Regions from separate parts of the Mus musculus genome. Here region 2 is linked to region 1. A link is a contact called in public promoter capture Hi-C data. All regions are on one chromosome and are shown on one strand. Each heading gives the region's core, a stretch centred on a gene start, on an enhancer-like site or on the middle of the called end of the contact. The rest is flanking DNA. Distances are from core to core; before and after follow the strand shown.

Evidence for each region. Capture Hi-C pulls out chosen DNA fragments and counts their contacts.
Region 2: a contact with region 1 is called in a promoter capture Hi-C map of adipose tissue. The contact joins two enhancer-like sites. A contact is called at or near these places in 2 of 115 datasets of contacts at active chromatin or transcription factors (embryonic stem cells and trophoblast stem cells) and 2 of 9 other capture datasets (adipose tissue and liver).

What each region holds. Positions count from the first base shown.
Region 1 is chr7:118,796,963-118,800,399 of GRCm38.p6, forward strand. It overlaps Vps35l (VPS35 endosomal protein sorting factor like), which reads left to right. Exons shown (of 31, transcript NM_027815.4): 19 at 4-84. Among named protein-coding and RNA genes, the nearest start is that of Gm26147, 34 kb to the right of the region's middle. Within about 2 kb of position 1,494, at least 110 of the 459 cell types and tissues checked have an H3K27ac peak or open chromatin away from gene starts, as enhancers often do. A contact at or near this core is called in adipose tissue, where this site is marked.
Region 2 is chr7:118,933,810-118,937,354 of GRCm38.p6, forward strand. The region is part of intron 7 of Iqck (IQ motif containing K); the gene reads left to right. Among named protein-coding and RNA genes, the nearest start is that of Gm39076, 50 kb to the right of the region's middle. Within about 2 kb of position 1,677, at least 80 of the 459 cell types and tissues checked have an H3K27ac peak or open chromatin away from gene starts, as enhancers often do. A contact at or near this core is called in adipose tissue, where this site is marked.

The sequences.
Region 1 (3,437 bases), core at 244-2,743:
TAGAAACGAGAAGTTAACACTGTTCTGGCTGACGTCATCAAGCACATGACTCCGGATCGAGCATTTGAGGACTCTTACCCCCAGGTAACGAGTTTGCACGTCCCACTGTGGGCATCTTGTTCTGTGAATGAAGCACTCTTGGACTGGTCAGACGTACATCTGGGGAGCCTGTGTTTAATCTTGACTCTGGTACATCCTCACCCCAGGCCTCACTTTTGCCCTCTGTAGAATGGGGCTAATGTTAATCCTATCCTCAGAGTAGTTGTGAGGGTTGAGATGTGGCATAGAAATACTGAAATGATTTTGGACCCGTGGCAAATTCTGAATAAGCATCGTCAATGTCCCCAGTATATCAAATGCCTATGTTCCTAGTAAATGAACTTAAACTTTTTAAAAAGTATTAATATTATTTCCAACATTTGCTAAATAAAAGATAATAAAAGTATAATAAAAATATAAAACATAAAAATCAAATCATCACTACTTAACCAAGCAGCCACTGCCTACCTCAGCCTGTTAGTAAATTCAAGGCCAGCCTGGGCTTCATGAGATCCTGTCTCAAAACAAGCAAACTGTGTGTGTGTGTGTGTCCATTCCAAGAGGGGGAGGGGTCACACTATATTATAATTCTGTCACACTAGAAAGAACTTAGAAAAGATGCCCAGAGTGCTGGGCATGTAGCTCAGTAGATAAACTTAAGACACTATGGAAAAATTGGTCAGAGAGCACGAACAGGCAATCAGGGTTCTCTGATAAAAGCATCGTCTTCAGGCAGGCAGCTGGACAGTCACGCTGCCGGCCGGCTGGCCAGAGGAGGGTCACCCAGCTCATCCTGGAGACTGGAGTGAGTCAGCCTGCCTTTGGAGAGGAAAGAGCAGAGGAAAAGCAGACACGGATGCAGGAGAGAAACAGGCTCCAGTTCCCCTGTCTGGGATGCAAGCCCTCCGGGTGATGGCATTCCCCTTTGTTCCTGGGCCTCCTGGTAAATTGTCACTTTACTACTGTGACTTTTTTTTTTAAAGCCACCAGACACAGTGAATGTTTTGTATGTTCAGTTCAGTACATATATTTTTGTGGTAAATCTTTATGCTCCTACATGCCATTTTGAGATAATAAATTATCAAATAACCAAAAAAATAATAGATGTATGTAAGTGGGCTGTTCATGGCAGTGCTCTTTGCTGAAGCGAGCATCACGTTAGAAAAAGGGGAACTCCAATGGCCCCGAGAGAAGTGGCTTACCACTAGGATGAAGACATAGAGTAAGCCTGGAGCTATTTTAGAAACATGTACGCCATGTGCATTTATTTTGTGTATGGTGTGGGTACCTGTGCAGGTCAGAGGACAGTTTGTGGAAGCTCTCTCCTTCCACCCTGTGGGTCCTGGGAATCAAAGTTGAGTTGTGAGGCTTGGTGGCAAGCTGTTTTACCTACTGAGCCTTCTCGATGGCTAGCAGTTTTTGTTTTGGTTTTGTTTTTTACTGTGTGCCAGAAAATAAGGAAGTGGTCAGACATTCATGGGGGTGTGAGATAAAGTAGAACAGATAAAGAAGGTCTCCTGGGCTCCCAGTCTGAACGGCAAAAGGAACTGGGGGAGAGCTGAGGAGTAGCTCCCCAAGTTAGAATACTTGGTTTGCAAGAACCTGAGTTCAAATCCCCAGCACCCATGATTAAAGCCCTCTCCCAGTTGTGCTATCCAGGAAACCAAGACTTCAATACAAGGACCTTCGAGAGACACCTATTCAAACCATAGCATATACGTTGGTCAAATTTGTAAAATTTGGTGAATTTGGGTAAAGAATGTGCAAGAGCTCTTAGTGTAATACTTTTGGCTTTCCTGTAAAGTTGAAATTATTACAAAACAAAAAATATGCACACTGTGTTTGTAAGTCACACCATTATGGGTGTTTGGGTGAGGGATACAGCCAGAGAAGACACATATTCCTTTTGTAGAACCCACTGAGGAGCAGATGGGTGCTGGACAATGCCTTCTGTTTACTCTTTTTTTTTTTTTTTTTTTGTTTTTCGAGACAGGGTTTCTCTGTATAGCCCTGGCTGTCCTGGAACTCACTTTGTAGACCAGGCTGGCCTTGAACTCAGAAATCCTCCTGCCTCTGCCTCCCAAGAGCTGGGATTAAAGGCGTGTGCCACCACGCCCGGCTCAGCATTTTCATAATGAAAGGTCACTGGGGAAAAAAACTGTATGTTACAGTTTTAAAACTGTAACATACGCGTAGCTATGCACAAGTGTTTAAAAATGTTTTTGTTCCAAAGGGACTAGTTACCTGTGCTAGAGTAGTGTAATATAGTATAATGCTCATCACAAAGTTTTCCTTTTCTTATTGTTTTCAGATAAGGTCTCCCATGTCTTGACTGGGCTGGCCTCGAACTCACTATTTCCCTGCCAGTACCCACCTTAGTCTTTCCCTCAACTCTCCTGGCCAGCTGCTTCCGTTAGAAGTGAGCTTGTACACTTCTACTTTTGTGCTTGTAATCTTGAGAAGAAACGGCAACAGTTTCTAGTACAAACAAGGGGTTTGTCAAGAAATGTTCTGGGTAGCATCCAAAGGCCAGGAGTTACTTTTTATTTAGAAGCAGCATCTCCCTGGTTCTCCCAGGCCAAGCTGTTTTTGGCTGAGAGTCTGTATACCTAGATGAAGGCCGTAGCCAGGAAGCTCTGGGCATTAATGAGCCTTGGGTCAGTGGCCCTTGACTCCACTGGTTAAACTCCACCATCTTTCTCTTGCTGAAGTAATAAAGAAATGCAGGACCATGGTAGGCTATAACAGGGGATGGCAGTCTGTGGCCCATACCCACTTGTAGCCCATCACTTACTTGTTTAAATAAAGTTTTATTAGCACATAGACACTCATCTGTTCCCATGTTGATTCTAGCTGCTTTCATGCTTCACTTACAGCTTGAATAGTTGTGTGAGACTATAGATCTAAGTTGTTGTGGTCTGCTAGACTAGCAACAGATGAGATGAGATCCAGGGGTTTCGTTCAGTTGGCAGAGTGCTTGCCTAGCGTGCTCAAAGCCCTGGAGTAGATACCCCAGAACCATATAAAACAGGCATCGTGACACATACTTATAATCTCAGCATTGGGGAGGTAGAGGTGGAAGGATTAGAGGTTCCAAGTCATCCCTGGCAACACACTGTGGCTCAAGCCACCCTGGGCTTCCTTTTATTTTGAAAGAGAAGCAGAAAGCATTGCAGAACAGGCTCTTCCCTGAGCACACGGGTCGACCTACTTAATCATCATGGGACACTGCCACTGGGGAGAAGGGGCTGAGGCCAAGACACAGTCCCCACTGAAGGACGGGGTAGAGAAGGACAAGCGACTGAGGCAGGGTCTAACCACAGCTGTTTCCTTCCTTAAACAACCCGGGCTGCTGTGATTGTGGTGGGGAGTGCTGAAGGAGGGCAGTCGTTTTGAGC
Region 2 (3,545 bases), core at 427-2,926, 140 kb after region 1:
CTCACATCTTCTCCAGGTTGTGACATAGTGGTAGCGTGGTTGCCTGCAACATCCATCATATGTTGTGTATAGATAACTAGTCCAAGAAACAAAATCCAGCAGAGTGGACAGATACAGGTCCTCACGAGGCCCCAGCCTTGGATGTAGTGACTGGTTCTAACTTCACTCCCACATAGTCTGGGTTCTCAGTGAATCAAGTGGTTTGCTTCAGCAAAAAGGAAAAAATAAAATTATTTTTTTAAAAAAAGGTGACCAACCACTTTAAACACATGGGGATAAAGATGACCTTAGCAATAAAGGAATAAGTGCTATTTTCTACTCATTAGATTTTTTTGTGCATGTACATGTATGTGTAGTGTGTGTATGAATGTGTGTTTGTACATGTGTATGTATGTGTGCGTGTAGAGGCCAGAGGTCAGTATTGAGCCTTTTCCTCCATTGCTGTACACCTTATTTCATCATACAACTTTTATTAAAATGAAAGATCATTGTGCCTAATACTGTTGAGTTATTAAACACATTCAATACACACATGTCAAGAATCAGCTAGAATCTTCACTATCCTATAGAAAAGTGCCAGGCCTTGACTCAAACAACCATCTTTTTTTTTTTTTTTTTTTTTTTTTTTTTTTTTTTTTTTGAGACAGGGTTTCTCTGTGTAGCCCTGGCTGTCCTGGAACTCACTTTGTAGACCAGGCTGACCTTGAACTCAGAAATCTGCCTGCCTCTGCCTCCTGAGTACTGGGATCAAAGGCGTGTGCCACCACGCCCGGCTAACCATCTTATTTTTAAAGATAGAGTCTCCCACTAAGCCTGGAGTTCCGCAGGGAGGCATCTCTCTCCAGCACCACTGCCTTCCAGTGCTGGGTGCAGCCATGTGTCACCCTGCCTGACTTTACATGGGGCTGGGAGTCCACATGCAGGTCCTCATCCTTACACTCTTGCTACTTGACCCAGTGAGCCATATCCCTGCTCCCTCATTAGAGTTTTAAAGTGCCATTCACACCCACTGGCTAAGCTGATGGTTCACAGATGTGCCAGCACCCATTGCTGACACTGCTGCTCCAGAGCAGGGTTCGGTCTATGGCCTAGGTGAATGTCAGTGACCACTAAACACTAGTGACATCTACAACAGGAAGCCAGCTTTGCTCTGCTCTGATTTGGTTTTGCCAGAGATCTGAAAAGACCTCTCCAAGCTTCCTACAAAGAGAAAATGGAACTTGCTAGTTATGAGCTTTGGGACTTTTATTAATAAGACAGCGGGAAGGAGTTTTACAAACATCTCCCTACCCACCCTCTCTCCTACATGTGCAAACTGACCTTTCTTGAACGTAAAGTCCACTCAAATAATCATTAGGATGTCAGGCCATGGCAAACACGTCACAAGAACCTTCTGGAGACATCACATGCCAAATCCAGGGTTGGCGCTTGTGAGTGTCACTGAAGGACCGGTCCATTCCCTTACTTCTCCAGCATTCTTCCAGTAACTATAATGGATTAAGCACTTTCCTTCAAGGCAATTAGGAAAGCTCTAGGGAATAGGCCAGGGCAGTTGTTGCTATGTGATTGTCTGTTTTGCCAAGAAGTAAGGCAAACAAGTGAGCTCAGAGCACTTGGGCAGTAGAGATTGTGAAGGTGACTGCAGTCCCAGCAGCCACTGCTTTCCTCCCCCACCCCACCCAACCCCAGAACCTCTGCACTATCTGGCCAGAGCCCAGCGTTGTGAAATTACAGAATCACGTATGTGCTTAGTGCTTGCTAAACTCCTGGGAGGAGACCACACTTCTGAGTCATTGGCTCCTCTGCCTCTTGGTTTTGAGCAGCCAAGGCAATTGGAGGATTCCCCATGGCAGATGACTCCACTTTTTTCTTTGCTAGTTAATTTTAAGAAAGATTAACACAAAGATAACTTACGTAGGCAGGGTTTTGTTAGCATTTTAGGTGTTGGTTTTGTGCCAACTCCATTTTACAGATTAGGAAATTGAGGCTCTGAGGGCACAAGCAACTTACTCAAAGTTGTACAGAGCTAAGATTCAGTCTCAGAATGTCGGTTTAGGGTTTTCTTTCCTTTTTCTCCCCTACCCTCTGCTTCCCATTGTTTATATATATATATGTGATACGTGTGTCCGTGTGGTGAGGGAAGAGAATGAATGCACTGTGACAGTGTTCATGTGGTGGTCAGACGACAAACTCCTGTGCCACCCCTCGCCTTCCTCTCTGTTTGAAACAGAACTCTTTGTCATTTGTGGCTATATGCACGAGGGTTTGGTATGCCAACTTCCAAGGACCCTGATGGAGCTGCCCCCTATCTATAGGTGGGTGTTACCATGCCAAATCTTACCTGGGTTCTGAAGATTTAAACTCAAGTCTTCATGTTTGCATGGCAAGAGCTTTACCCACAGAGCCAGCTCCACAGCCCAGAGCTGGCTTTCTAAACTAATACAGGTTTTCTAAGTTGCCTTTCATCAGAATCTTACATATTGGAAGAATTAGATAGTTCCAGGTGCATATATATACATATATACATATATACATATATACATACATACATATATACATATATATATATATATATGTATGTATGTATGTATGTATGTATGTATGTATGTATGTATAAAGACAGCCAGACTTGGCATGTATGCTCAATGGTTGAGCTCTTGCCTGGCACGTGAAAAGCCCTGGGTTTGATCCCTAATAAGGCAAAATAAGTAACTATCAATAAATCACAACAAATAAAAACTGATGCCCAGCCAGGCATGGTGGTACATGCCTTTAGTCCCAGCACTCAGGAGGCAGATACAGGTGGATTTTTATGAGTTAGAGGCCAGCCTGGTCTACAGATTGAGTTCCAGGATGGCCAGGGCTTGTTAAGAGCCTGTGTCTTGAAAAATCCAAAATTAATTAATTAATAAAAAATAAGAATTGACACTGGAATCAAGAAACTTCTGTTTTATTTGCGAATCAAACTCAAGTCCATAACTGGTCATCTTCCTGTGCACACTGAAAAAACAAACTGGCTCCCCACGGTGACTTAAAAAACAAAGTGGTGGGAAGCTGGGGGGTGGGGGTTCGGGAGAAGAGAAACTGCTGCGTGTTAACACCACATGCTGTGCTCTGGTATTTGCTGATGGGCACAAGTCCTGCCATCTGAAGCGCTTTCCTAACTGTGACAATAGTCAGTGGGATTAGCCCAGTTCAATGGGTGCCTGTCCTCCCCAGCTCACAAAGGCTTTCTCTAGAGCTCCAGGATCACCTGGCAACGAGAGCCTCATCAACAAGGCTGCTACTGCAGCAACAGCATTCTGCCAAGGTCAGTGGTGCCCAGCAAAAAGAAGAAAGTCAAAGAAAAAGGCTTCTGGCCCAACAGAGGAGCCCACACTGTACTCTCTGCAGAGCCCTGTGGCTAACAGGTGTTTTTGTTTGTGATATAGGTCACAGTCAAACAACTATAGGCAAATGGGTATTTAAGCAAAACTGTGGTGTGGCAGGTCCTCACGGAACTCTATTCACAATAGTAAAAGGTGGCAATAACTCCAATGTCCATG